Regions from separate parts of the Mus musculus genome. Here region 1 is linked to region 2. Evidence: chromatin contacts called from public promoter capture Hi-C data. All regions are on one chromosome and are shown on one strand. The core of a region is the stretch at or near the end of the contact, and the rest is flanking DNA. Distances in the headings are between cores, read along the strand shown. Region 1 holds the start of Cd34 (CD34 antigen). Region 2 holds the start of 4930503O07Rik (RIKEN cDNA 4930503O07 gene).

Evidence for each region. Promoter capture Hi-C pulls out the DNA fragments that hold promoters and counts their contacts.
Region 1: a contact with region 2 is called in a promoter capture Hi-C map of hippocampal neurons, with 3 times the contacts expected there. The contact joins the promoter of Cd34 here to the promoter of 4930503O07Rik in region 2. A contact is called at or near these places in 3 of 39 promoter capture datasets (hippocampal neurons, liver and stem cell-derived epiblast-like cells) and 1 of 484 Hi-C or Micro-C datasets (cortical neurons).

Annotation. Positions count from the first base shown.
Region 1 is chr1:194,934,779-194,941,717 of GRCm38.p6, forward strand. It overlaps Cd34 (CD34 antigen), which reads left to right and starts at 4,043. Exons shown (of 8, transcript NM_133654.3): 1 at 4,043-4,266. The coding sequence starts at 4,188.
Region 2 is chr1:194,217,718-194,225,223 of GRCm38.p6, forward strand. It overlaps 4930503O07Rik (RIKEN cDNA 4930503O07 gene), which reads right to left and starts at 5,042. Exons shown (of 3, transcript NR_040477.1): 1 at 4,712-5,042.

The sequences.
Region 1 (6,939 bases), core at 2,793-5,292, 720 kb after region 2:
GCTAACTTAGCAGGACGATCTCTGCAAACATTAAGAGACCAAAGAAAGGAACTGAGTGAATGCCTTGCACCACAACCTGGTACATTCAAGGAATGGCCCTGAAGAAACATAAATTAGAATCCCTTAAGGGAAAACCACTAACTTTAGCAAAGACTCAAACAATGATTAGGCATATCTAGTTCATGGAAGTAGACAGATTCAGTTCTGCCTGAATTAATCTATATAATAATTTTAGTCATAATTCAAAGGAGTGGAGCAAACTGTGGTGGTGAAGCTCATGGTCCTGGCACTGAGAAGGCAGAGGCAGGAAAACCTCAAATTTGAAGGCTGCTTAGGCAACATTTTAAAACCCTGCCTCAAAGACAAACAAACAAAAATAACAAAGAGAGGGAAAAAGAGAGGGGAGGAAAATATAAAAATCTAAGAGGACAGTTTGGGAGAGGATCAGATAATCTATTATCAAATATTTATTATGCACTGAATAATAATTATCCAAAGATATTTAGGGAAATTCTGAAGAAAATAAAGGAGGTGACTTGTCTGAAAAAAAATAGGACTTACTGAAAATGAAATTAACTAAGAGGATAATTCAGACAGTGTGAGACATGTGTATTTTAAAGGGCAGATGAACCAGCATATGAATATAGAAGATAACTAAAAAGTCATGTCAGGCCAGGAAAGAGGAGATTACACAGAAAAACAAAAGATTGGGACAGGGTACTCTGTATGAATAATATTTGAGCACAGATAGAATGGGTTGCCTGTCATTGAGACAACCACAACATCAAGATAATTCCCCCCAGAAGACACTGAGCCTGAGAATGAGCAGGCCAAATGTTCCAGAATTTACTGTCAGTACGTGCTAGTCAGATTATAGCTAAAGGAGGCCCTGGAGGGCAGGAAGAGCAAAAAAGGAACTCACTTTTAGAGTGTAGATTCTCACAGCTCCCCTCCAGTACCTGGCATCACCACCATTAAAGATCTTTCTTTTCATACTCGGACAGTCCCTGAGTGCTTTCAACAAATTTAAAAGAATATTTTGCAACATGGGTAGTAGTGGGGGAGCTTTAGTTCCAAAGTATGAAACTGAAAAAATAGAAATGAAAAAATGCTTCATTAATGTCCATAAAAAGTAACAACGTATAAACTGGAATTCAACTCCTTAATAATTTTATATAAAGGCGTTAGGGCTTAGATTATAAAGACAAAATGACAAATACATTTTAAACAACAGATTTATTAAAATCTTCAATTTCTACTGTTCAAATATTTTTTCTAAATTTCATATATTAATCTGAAAATTTAGATCTTAATGGTATTTGAGGGCTCTGCCTTGCTGGGTAAATGAATCTATTTAAAGATTAATGGGCTATCCATGGGAGTGGTCTGGATCCAAACTGAGTGAGCTTTTGACTCATTTGTCTCACCATGTGATTCCCTCTGCTATGATGCAACCCAAAAGGTTCCCAACAGACATAGTTGATACAGGTACTTAAACTACCAACACTCTAGAACCATGAAGCAAAGTAAATTTCTGTTCTTGTTTTTAAGTTTTCTTTTTGTTTATGGGAGGGGGAAGTCCTTTGAAATAGGGTCTTGTATACCTCAGTCTTGACTCAAACTTGCTAATATGGCTGAAAATGACTTCTATTTCCTAGTCGTCCTGCTTCTGGCATTCTCTATTCTTTATAAAGTATCAAGCCTCGGATATTTTGTTAAAGGGAACTAAGATATTTACTGTTTTTCACATCAAAGGCATTGTATTTCACAGTCTATTTTTATCTGATAGGAAGTGTGTTTTGCAGAGGATGGGGAATGTACAGGACACTCAGTGATAAGTGTGGCCATGACCTTTAAGACCTCACAAAGGGTCCCACTGAGCAGCTCTTAATGTGTTTCTTTTACACTCTCTGCCTTGAGTGGTATAGCTATAATAGCTAGTGTCTTCTGGAATCAGCTTAGGAGATGGAGTGTGAAAGCAGGGATGTTGAGGGGCAGACTGGGAGGACTAAAAGAGAAATGATTGCTCAATTCTACCTGGTCTGCGAGTTGTCAGAAGGTTGAGGCAATAAGTGGATTTGTATATGTGCTGAGAGAAGGTGTGTGAGCTGTGAGTGATGTGTCTCAGTGACTGCGTGCTGAGGGCCAGTCTTCCATCATGCTTTATATTCTGGTTGCATTATAGCTCTGCAGAACAGAAAAGTACAGATTTGGTTTCTTCGGGGGATGGATTTCTAAACTCCCCGCCCCCCCCCCAACTAAGATGTCTACATTTACTTTCCTTCCCTGGTGCTGAACACTGCTTTGTCCTTACGCTTGTACTTAGGAGGTATTCTTTTTCTTTCATGACCTCTTGAAAGAAATGACAGACAGCACATATTACAAGTTAAGATTCTTGGCACTCAGCCTTGATTCTGGTTCTATATGGATTTTGCTTTCAGAAACTTTTCCATAGAGTCAATATCTTTCACTCTCCTCCCCCACTTCAAAGCTAGTTAAGAAGTTCAAGTACAAAATATTTCCTATAGTCCCATTTCCCATGGTCCAAAAGACAAAAGATATTTAAAGTAATCAGAAGAGAGCCTAAAACAATGGTACATACCTATGATCCCACCATTCAGGAAGCTAGGATAGGATTTTTTTTTTTTGAGTCCAAGACCAGATGGGACTATAGAGTGAGATCCTGTCTCAAAACACTTTAATTAATTAAACTAACAGAGAAAACATCTGGAAGTAAAGGTAGACTCAAATGAACCAACTCATTTTTACATATAACAATTTACCTACCATAAAAAGTATGAGCAAAATGTAGGTACCAGAAGAAAATCCACTTTTGAAACTGAAGAATTAGGTGTAATATTTCCTTCTTAGTTCATATTCCAAGGACCAGAATTTAATTTTAAAAGTACATTTTGCAATCCTTTCTGACCCTACCTCCAGGTTCTCCATCACAATATGCCAACTGTACTTTGACACAAACTCACTTAATGTCGTTGTATTCAATGAGCCTCTGCCTTTATTATGATGAAAACCTCCGCTTCTTGTTTTAATGGTGTGATATGAAACAGGGTAAGAGTATAGATTTGAGGACTGATACTCTTCTTCTCAACCCCAAGGTATATTAGGCCCAGGGTAGGCAACACAAACAAATGTACTTTCTTCGTGGAGGTAGATCTTCAGAGAAATAAATACAGAAATTTATCCAGGGCGTTTGTCTGATCTTTCTTTCTCCCTTTAGGTTATGTGACCAGACATTATGGGAAAACTAGGGCTAAGTATTTACAGTCATCATCACAGACCCTTCTGTGCCTTATCTCAATTTCTACCTGCTGCTATATGCCTTGTCTTGCTTCTCTCTCCTCCTGCCTTGATCTTCTGACCTGTGACGAGTCAGAATCCTGCAATCCAGCGCATCAACATGCAGCACCATTGCGTGGAGAAGCACAAGGAGTGCTAGAAGGTCTGTTAGGTAGGGCAGGGTAAGAATCTAAGAAATCTTTTGTCTGAAGGGAGGGCAAGAAAAGCTCCCATAGAATCAGGAAACTTAAATCTAGGATTGAAAAGGGAACATTGGAGAAAAACCATGTACTATGGAGTATCTATATTATCTCTATGGTATTGACAATTGCTATGACCCAACTAGCTAAGGAAATATGGATGATCACAGGAAAGTTAATACAAATTCTGTTGATTTTGCTGGAAAATGAGTATAAAAGAGAGATGGTAGGATAGCAGATGGTCTGGACTGTGAAAAGGCTATTAGTGTCCTGTTTGTGTCCTGCTCAATTTTAACATGCAGCACAGATTCCACCGTGACTATCTCTAAAGGTGTCTTGGAATTGTGTTGTTTCCTGCTTAGCTGAAAGATCATACTCCTGTAAACTCAGGCGTACACAGTGGCTTCCTGCCACACTTAAAACTTGAAAATAAAGAAATCAGAAAGGAGAAATTTGACCCTGCCGAGAGGCAGCCAAGATGACACACGGTTAAAAGTGAAGTAGGAACTACGAGAGGGGCTGGCCTCACCAAGACGCAACAGGGAGGGGATAAGCCAGCATCCCCCACCCACTCCGGACAGGGAGCAGGGGAGGAGAGCCAATATCCCCCACCCCTGCGCAGGGCGGAGGAGCGCGTCCCGCGCCGGGCCGCCTCCTGCACCGAGCGCATCTCCGGAGCGGTACAGGAGAATGCAGGTCCACAGGGACACGCGCGCGGGGCTCCTGCTGCCATGGCGCTGGGTAGCTCTCTGCCTGATGAGTCTGCTGCGTGAGTATTAACAGCTGAGGGCCAAGGGACCAGGCTATGGGCCGGGAGGAGGGAAGACGCCGGCCACTAACCTCACCTGGGAATCCTGCGCTCCAGCACGCAGAAGTGAGCTTACTCAGGTAGTGCTGGGGGACGCCAGCTCCTCTGCGTGGCTGGAGGTGCAAAGCTCAAAGTTGAGGCTAGAATGCAGACAGAAGGAAGGAAAAGTTCTGTAACTCTCCTTAATTGAGGAAGCAAGGACCCAGAGTGGTCCAGAGAAGGGTCCAGGCACCCATTGTTCCCAGGACTTGGACATAAAGAATTCATGAGGGTAGCCATTTCCAGTAAGGGCCAGGAGACCTTTAAGGAGGACTGAGGGACATTAGTGGAAGAGTCTGGAATAAAGAACAGGCAGAGAGGAAAAAAAGGACAATTTTAAATTTCAGATTAGAAAGCTAGAGTCGCCCCTGCAGAAACCATGCAGATGCTAGTAGGGAGGTGGTTTGGTGTACACACCAAGTCCTTCTGCTCACCAGTCTTCCCCGTGCACAAACATACATTCATTGCTAGTTGGAATTTTCTTGCTCTGCTTCCCTTCAGATTCTAAAGCTAGTGGACAGGCCAAGACACCTCCTGCTGCCCACGCATACTCTTACTTCTTAAGTTCTTCCCCTCTTAGGTTGGCAAAAAATAGTATTCACTCAGTCTATAGCAAACTTTATTGCACTGGAGGGTGTTGTTCTTCATCCCAACTCATGTCCTTTGAGGTTTTCAGGGTTGTGAATTACTCATTTTGCTTTTAACCCTTGGGGCTCCTAAATCTTCATTGTATATCTTAAAGGACACTCAACATGTAGAGTAGCCTGGATCTACCCACAAGACCTCTTTTCTCCCAGTCTTCTGCTCCATTGCCTTTGGGTCTATCCCAAAGAGAGCTGGCAGAGGAGAAGTTGAATTAGGTTCTGGGTTCTCCTGATTGGCAGCGCTAGACATGTCCATTTTGATGGAGTAAAACTTGCTTGGACAAAAATGCCCAGAATGATGCTACACTGTGCACGGGTAGGTGACCACGGGCTGGAGTCCTCATCAGATGCTCTGTACTTACTCTTTTGGTCACTCAGCTCAGCACTGACCCAAGTCTGGGTGTAGTGCTGTCTTTTCTTATTTCCTCAGCTGGCCAGTATCAGCCTTGTCTTGGGCTGAATGGGGCAGGGTGGAGAGAGCAAAAAAACCTCTGCAAACCTTGGGGAAATATGCTGAAGATATCAGTGTCTCAACTTTAGGGTAAAGGACAGGGCAGGGGCCACCATTCCCAACCCAGCTAGACTTCATAAGCCGGCCAAGGCTCTGTACTTTCTCCAAGAACTTCCTAGGGTTTGTGTTGAGATTCTTCTGTTTGTTAATACTATTATTTTCTGTCCTGGAATAAATTGTAAAATAAATTAAACTGATGAATTATGTAATTTAAAATGTCCCACAGTAGACAACCGTGATGTTATTACTGGGAAAGTTGGTGTAGAATGGAAAGTCACTCTGAAGAGATAGTTCTCTTCTGTCCCATGAGAAGCTAGTGTGAACATCTTCTAGACAGCCACAAGTGTCACTTTTTCAGGGGCAAGAGAGATCAGTGGCCAGAATCTGGGTTGTGACTGGGGACACACGCTCCAGCTGACCTAAAAGTCTTTCAGGAAACTAGGAACCCCTTTGCCTGGGTTTCCTTCCACAAGACCTCTTTTTCCCTTATTCCAACACTACCTCCAGCTTCTACTCACATTCCCTTTCTTCCTTTGGGCTCTTTGAATCTGATGATCTACAACTATATCCTGCCTGGGACTGCATGTAAAAAGGGAAAAAGAAAATAGAAAATACTTTTTATCAGATAGTTTCCCTGCTACATGGTAAGGAGGGAGGTGTAAGAGTTTGGGGACTGCCAAGTAATTCAGTGATTTGAAGGCTCCCCAGTGAAGGACTAGACCAGGCTTCACAACCTTTGTAAATGTACTTCTTCATCTTGGCCAGCACTCCTGCCTGTCTGATGAGCAGGCAAGAGCCTAGGCCTCTCTTGTATCCCTTTGGCTTCATCACCTTGGTCCTGTTTGTTTGAGTTGCCTTTACTGCTTTCCTTTCCTGAGTGATCTTTGTCTCCAAAATCTCAGAGCAAGGAGTGCCAAAATTGTAGCAGATAAAGTTGGGGACAAAATTCTGGAAAAAAAAAAAAAAGCAAAAAGGGAGCAGATTCCACTGTTTCTGATCTTGCCTGGTTTCCTTTGTGTTTTGGACCTGAAGACCTAAGCTTCCTTTCAGAGTTTCCCAGCTCCAGGCTCCAGTACTTGGGTTTCCTTCTCTCATTGACTTTGGTTCATCTGACGAAATGTCCTATAATGTGGCAAATTAAAAATATGAAGGCATGGAAAAAGAACACAAATTCATCTCTAAAAGAAATGTTCATAGTGGCCAGGGCAGAATTTACATATGATGGGTAGGGAGAGACTTTGACATTTCTAATGATAATATTTTCTTCTTATGTTGGTTAAAAAATAAAAACATAGTATCTTTAAATTTGCTATCAAGTTTCCTGGCTGTGCTACAGGGAGAATGATGCATGCATCTTGGGGTGGGGTAGGTAGGGTAGGGATCCAAACAAATTGGAAGGCCTGGCAAGGTACTTTCCTGGACCTACACTTGGGATGGGCA
Region 2 (7,506 bases), core at 3,792-6,291:
CTGAAAGTATTATAGCTAAGTAAATCCCATTTACCCTTCCCTGAAAATTTCATGTCTCACAAAGACAGAAACTAGGTCTATCTTTTTTTATTATTTTTTTAAATAATCATCTCTACCCAGTGCTACTACAGTATCTGGCACATAGAGAAGATGTGTTCAATACTTGTAGAACTTAGTAAATATGGAATGGAAGATTTGGAAGCTGGAGAGATGGATCAGTGGTTGGAGCACTAACTACTCTTTCATAGGACCTGAGCTTAGTTCTAAGCATCCACATAGTGGCTCACACTGGCCTATGTAAGCATTAAATGAGATGGAATTTGTGTCTCATTTAAAAACAAATATTTTTAGCTGCAGCCATGCATCACTAAGAAGAGAGGCAGAAGTTCTTTTCCAATGAATAGATCCAGGAAACCCATCACCACAGGAAGCATAGTGCCGAGTGCCCTGTGCAGAGGCAGAAGCCAAAGGAACCAACACAAAGCAATGTGAGGTGTTAGAAGAGGCAAGTGAGGTCAAACAGAGCATGGTATTCTCCTTGTTCTAAAAGTGCTTAGCTTGAATGGAACCAAGCAATGGACAAATGGTCTGGAAGATAAGTTATTATTCTAGCAGAGTGGGCAACAAAAGGCAAAATGGGGGAAGAGAGAGTTCCATTCTTGAAGCCCGCTCTTCCTGGGAGGCTGCTGGCACTCAGCTGCTTCTCACTCCACATGTGTTGGGGAGCAATTCAAGCCCTCTGCAGTTCTGTCTTCCCCAACACCACAGCCCCAAATCTGCAGAAAGCAGAGCTTCTTGAGGTACATCAGATCCAAGGTCCAACTTAGAAGCTTCAGGCCTTCCTCCCTCTGCCCTCCCACATCTCCCCTGGTGAATGGACTACAGAGACTTCTCACTCACAGTCCATTGTCTGAAAGCTTGTGTCATACACGTTATTGATCCTGCCTCCTACTCCCAAACAGAATCTAGATGTTGAAGCACTCCTTTAATCAAAAGTAAATTATGTACAGGCCACGTAGGTCAGTTCAGCCAGCCTCGAAAAAAAGGCAATCCATCATTTACTCCTAAATGTCAGTGGTAGCTGGGGGTCGATACAGGCACCAATGTGTATTATTTTTATTATTTTTCTGTAAATATCAATGCTGAGAAATTGTTGGGGGGAGCACATAGATGCCCTGGAAAATCAGAATATCACCTGGGGTTGTGGTTGGATGGTAGAATCAGAAAACAACTGGGGTACGTGGTAGGATGGTGGAATCCAAAATCAATCCCGGTATGTGGCAGGATAGTAAGATCTGATCCTAACCAGGATACATGGTTAAGTGGTCAAGACTGTCTTCTGTCTTATTTACTGTTCTATTGCCGTGAGGAAAGACCATGACCCACGGTAACTTATAAAGGAAGACATTTAATTGGGGGGGTTATGTACAATTTCAGAAGGTAAGTCCATGATCATGGTAGGAAACATGGATAGAGGCTAGAGAAGTAGCTGAGAGCTCACATCTGTTCCAAAAGTTGCAGGGAGAGAAAGGGTGAAGTGAAAGAAACTAAGCCTGGCATGAGCTTTTGAAACCTCAAAGCTGACACACCTACTCCAGTAAGGTCACACCTACTCCATCAAGCCACACCCTTAATTGTTCCCAAATAGTTCTACTAGCTGGAGACCAAGTATTCAAACACATGAGCCTATGGGGGTCACTCTCATTCAAACCACCATGCTGTCCTTCAAAAGTTCAGTAAGCATGTGGATATGCAGTTCAAGAAGAATTAGTGATTGAGGGCAGAGAAGTCAATTGTAAGGCCCAAGGCACATGGGTAGATAGCCAAGATGTATGGGTAGATGACCATGGTGCACTGGGTCTAGGCTAGCTTTGGCCACAGTAACAAATGACACCCAAATCTCAGAGGCTTAAAGAGAGATGCTATATTTGTAAGTGTTTAGGTTGAGTGTTTTTGTTTTGTTTGTGTTTTGGGAGAGTTAGGTTGAGAAAAAATTCACTATGTAGCTCACATTGATCTCAAACTTGTGATCCTGCCTCAACTGGGATTATTGAGGTATACACATACCTAGGTAACCTAGCTAAGACAGACTTCCTGCTTCTTGTCCAATCTGAATCAAGAAGTGGGATGTTTTGTCAGTCCTGTGCTTGCTTCACTCAAGCTAGCCAAACAGTGGTGATCTTACAGTGGTGAGGAGAAGGAAACCATACACAATTATCCAGCACCACTCCTAATTCTCACAGAGCCCCAAGTTTGGGGGTGAATTAAAAAGAGCATGTTAATGTAAAGCATAGTGACAGACACATGGCAGAAAGTCACTCAACAGTATCTGCTAGCATCTTCTCATCCCTTTGCCAGCGCTGAAGAGTGGGATTTGATCTGAGAGAAGATATGGTGTCACTGTTGGTCAGATGTAGGAGGGTGACTATATATTGAGTGAGCTTTTAAGATTAGTGTCAAATGTTATAAGTTGAGAGAAGTGAAAACAACCTTCACCCTGGAGGTTGTGAAAATATTTTCTTCAAGTGGCTATAAAGACAGTGTATGTCTACAGACTCTCATGGGATTTTGCAGTTCTGGATAAAAGAGAAATCCCCTGGGCAGTGAAACAGGTGAATCCAAGCCACCTACTGTAAAAATCTCTAGGTAAAGCTGTGGCTACCTAAAATTGAATATACAGAGTCGCTGCTGCCTCCTTCCCCAGAAATCTCTTCCTTCTCTTTGCACCTTCATCAACCCAGGCAAATTTGTGGGGTTTCTCTTCTGGATGAGGTAACATGAGATCCTACACTGGGGCCATTACTTACACGATCAGAAACCTTGCCTTCTCATTTGTAAAACAGACACATTCAAATCCAGCTCCTATTAGGTCTCTGTTCAAACCAAGCTTTCAGCTTTCTGAAGAAATCCAGCCATGAACAACAATTATTCCCGTATGTACAAGCTAATCAGAGGATCTTAGAATTTTTAAACCCATTTGTGCATTTTTGGGTTTTATAGGGTTAATTCTACAAAGGGCTAGAATAAAAAGGGAAAAATAAAAATAGAATGCATGTGAATTATGGGAATTATTTTCATATATTTGAAATAGTTAAAAGAGGTGAACTCAACTCAGATTTTGCATTTTGACACCTGGGAAATTCTCTTAAGTCCCTCAGAGGACTCTCGTCCATCTTGGTGAGAAAGAACAAAGGGACAGGTACAAGTTTGCTTGACAGCAATGGTGGTCATTCACACCTAGCTCTAGATCGTGAGCAGGGTCCCCATCACTGAGAAGAGTAGATAACCCAAATTTGTGTTCCCTGAAAGTCTGTAAAGCAAACACAAGCCTAGTAGAGGGAAAATGATCCCACTCTAGACTCCATTTATAGCCACTTCCAACCTTACTCTTCTCTAAGTAACTTTCCTTATGTGTGTCTCCATATTTCTCTCTCCTCTGTCAGTCATAGATAAAACACTAATGCAGACATAACCCTAGCACAGGAACCCCCTGAGGCTGTAATAATCTCTTTCCCACCTAGCGTCCAGTCTTAGAGGTCAAGTCCTTATAGGGAACTTCTCGATAGTTGCACAAGAAGCTTTGGTCTTCTCAACTCTTGGTTTGAGACAGGACTTGAGGAGACTTTTTTACCTGCCTTTTTTGTTGTTGTTTTTAAGAAAAGTAATAATTTATAAAAGGTCACAAAACGTATATAGTCCCACTTGTGAGTTCCCAAAAGAAATTACACAATGTTTCCAGAGAGTCTGGCTTTAGGAAAGTTTTAGAAACAGGCACTGTTCACTGCTGTTCAGAGAATATGGTAAGTTACATCTATTTTCTTAGTTTCTATTTCTTATTTCTGACTTGGATGAAAATGATAGTAACTCTTTCCAAGACCTCTTTAATACAAAGCTTATGGTTAGAACCAAGCTCATTAAACAAATCTTTGTCCAGTGCTGTTCATATTGCCACCCCACATATTTTCAGTTTCTGAAAAACTTAACAAAGAAAATGGAAAATCTATTCTTATTTCACTTTCCTCTTGCTAATTAAGAGGTATTGTTCATTATTATCATTATTTTTAATAGAATACTAGATAGGACTGGAGAGATGACTCAGAGTTCTTGCTCCTTTTGCAAAGAGTCTGTGTTAATTTCCCAGGACCCACATTTGGCAGCTCATACTGCCTGTAATTCTGGCCACAGACGTGCAGTGACTGTCTCCATGAGCACATGTATGTATGTGTCTACACATATACATATACATCATAAACATATGCATATATATATATACATCACATACATATATACAACATACATATACATCATATACATATGCATATACATATACATCATATACATATACACATACACATACACATATACATCATATGCATATACATCATATACATATACATATACGTCATATACATATGCATATACATCTATATCCAGCATACACATTTACATAGCTAAATCTTAAAAGTATGACATACTAAACACAAGTTTTCCAGGAGTTTATCTAGATCATTTCCTCCCACTAATCAATGTTAGAAAAGTGGCAGTTATATTTACTGAGTTAAAACCAAATAGGGAACCTTAAGTTAGAGAAGGAAATAGGTTGAACAGACTTGGCTTCCACCTAGAAATTCTAACAGATCAGGTCCAAAGGCTTTCTAGGATGACAGGACTCTTAGATATAAGACACATGCATATGTTAGGCACAGCATACCCTCCTTGCTGTTCTCGGTGCTTCTCTTAGGTCACAGATGGACTTTTATCACAGTTGTTCTCTCTGCGAAAAATGCCACCTTAGGGTTCCTGCACTTGAGAGTGCAGGAAGTGCAACTGAAGATCAAGTGAAATAGAACAAATAAATGGACTGACTGGAAGGTCCTAACAAAAGCCCTCACAGGTAGTTCTCATCCTGTGTATCTGATGACTCCATGTACCTCTGTGATGCAGATCCTATGAGCATACAGGATGTGACTGCCCAAGATGCCATAGTTGATATGGGAATCTCCCTGAGGGTAGACTGAGGGTAGCTCCTTACATGGCCGGCTGAAGCACTGCTGGAGTGCTAAAGAGAGGTTACTGGCTGAGGAATTAGACACTTACATTGTTGTGTAATAATTGGTGGCATTCATTTTTCATCACGCTGCTCTCCTTTTGAGGAATTCAGATAAACAAGTTAGTTGCCTTTTTCCAGATGCCTCATGGGGTACCAGTGCATCTCTGAGCCCTACAGCGGAACGAAGAAAATGTCAATGTACCAATAAGCAAGAAAGGGTGGTGTCCCTCGTTTTTATGTGTATTTCAGAGTACTTCTGATCCTTGAATAGGGCTTCTGTCGCCGTGGAGATGGGACTCCAGGTTTCTTCCACATTAACTACATGCCCTTTGAGAAGCTTCCTCTGTAAGAATCCAGATGTTCTGTGGCAGCAGAAGTTTTTCAAGGGACGTGCCATCTAGCGGCCGCCATTGTGAAGTGCAGCCTGCCGCTCAGCTGGCCCGTTGCTAAGGGCAGCAGCTGCAGCAGTTCATCTCCCTGTCTGAGGCAGAGAATCATGGGATGTTTACACTGAGAGCGACCTCCAGAGATTTCCTGTCAAGACATCTGCCTCCAACCAGCACGAACAATATGTCTTATGCTTATAGTGTTGTAAAAAAACAGTTACAAATAGTACCACATTTTAATTCTCACACCAGCCCCATGAAAGTTGATGTAATCATTATTTCCGTTTTAAAGATGAAGCTATGATCACTCATAACTTAAGTTTCTTGAGCACAAATCACAATATCTCCCCTTCAAGTCAACCATTTGCTGACCTCAGGAAAATATGTGGGCATTTAGAGACTTAAAAGAGACGTATCTAGTCCATCCTACATCTGAGTTTTTGCTGGAAAATCAGGCCAGTGTTTGGAGCTGAATTTACATAAATAGCTTTGAGTTATGAGCAAGTTTATTCTACCTGAAAATTTATCTCCAAAATTCTCTGTCAATGGACAAATCAAAGGGTCTGTGTGAAGGTCTCAGAAAGAATTGCCATGAGCCAACTATGGAGAGGAGGGGCTGAGTCCAGCAGCTGGGTTGATGAGGCACCTGGGAATACAGGAGAGGAGAGGGTATCAGAACAGGACTTGTAAGAAGAAATTAAGCCAGATATAACGGCGATGTGAAGTCACTGGGCACATCTAAAGTTCCTGCTTTAAATATTCAGCAGTCTTTGGGGAAGGAAATGAATTAGCCAATAGGGCCATCAGACAGCTGAATGAAAAGAGTGTTTGAAAGTAGGGGAGGGGGGGATCCACTATTTACTTACTCAGCAACCATTAGAGACTCTAGTTTCTCACAGAGGTTGAAAGCTCTGTGTCTGAAATCCTCTGACCTACTCTTGTGAGCATACATTTAAGCATGTTTGTGTGTGTCCATGGGGAGGGTGTGTGATCCACATGTCTATGCATATGTGTGGAGGCCAAGGTCAACGCCCTGTGTCTTTAAAGCTCAGGGGCTGTTCACCTTGTATTTTGAGGAATGGTTTTTTCACAGAATCTGGAGCTCATTGATTTGGCTAGCCTGGTTGCCTAGCAAGTATCAGGAATGTCCTTGTCTTTGCCAACCCAGCCCTAGGATTATAGGCCTGCACAGTCAGGGTAAGGTCTAAGTGTTTAGTGACTGAGCCACCTCCCCCCTACCCCCACAATCATGAAACATACTCCAATCTACCTATCATCTACTTCATTTCATCCTCTCAGGTAGATGCTGGAGGACAGTGCTCTCAGCAACCTGTATCATCCCAGGGTAATCTTAGGCTGAGTTGCAATCCTGTGGGATTGAGTTTAGAAAGGGAGATATTGCCATTGGAGGCCTGGACTTGTAGGCTGCAATAGCAATTGGGGATGTTTTTTTTTCAGATATTTGCTTGATAAATAAAAAATATGTATTTATAAAGGAAAAAGCTATATCCATATTTAGGGGGGCTGTAAAAATTGGTTTCTTTGATTGAAGACAGACAGGAATAGGAGTCTTTCTACACAGACATCCTCTCTACTGAGTTCTCTGAAATCATATTCAGAGCTTTTATACATGGAGGTTGGAAAGAGATTTCCCTTCCTCCAATATAGGCTGCCTCTGGTGCCAGATGAGTCCTAGATAGGAAATCAAGCAGGATGTAAGCTCTGTGGTACTGCCTCTAAGAATTGGGAGGGGGTCAGAGAAAGAGGGGACTAGACTGCTCCTGGTGCTGCACTGAGGGATGAGCCGAACAGGTCACATGTGCTGCATCTTCTCAAGCTCATGCCTATGCCTCAGCCTGCTCTTTACCCAAGGAAGACAACAGAGAAGCATTTCTGGGCTCATTCCTACCCCAGATCCCTATCAGGCAATATGTTGAGTTCTTTCCTCATGAATGAATTGCAGTCTGTTTCAGTTCACAAAGATACCCCCTTTTCTACTCAGAATTTAGGAAGTCTGGTAACCTCCACTGTGGGGGAACACACTGTTCCCCAGTCTGTTCTTGAGGGAAA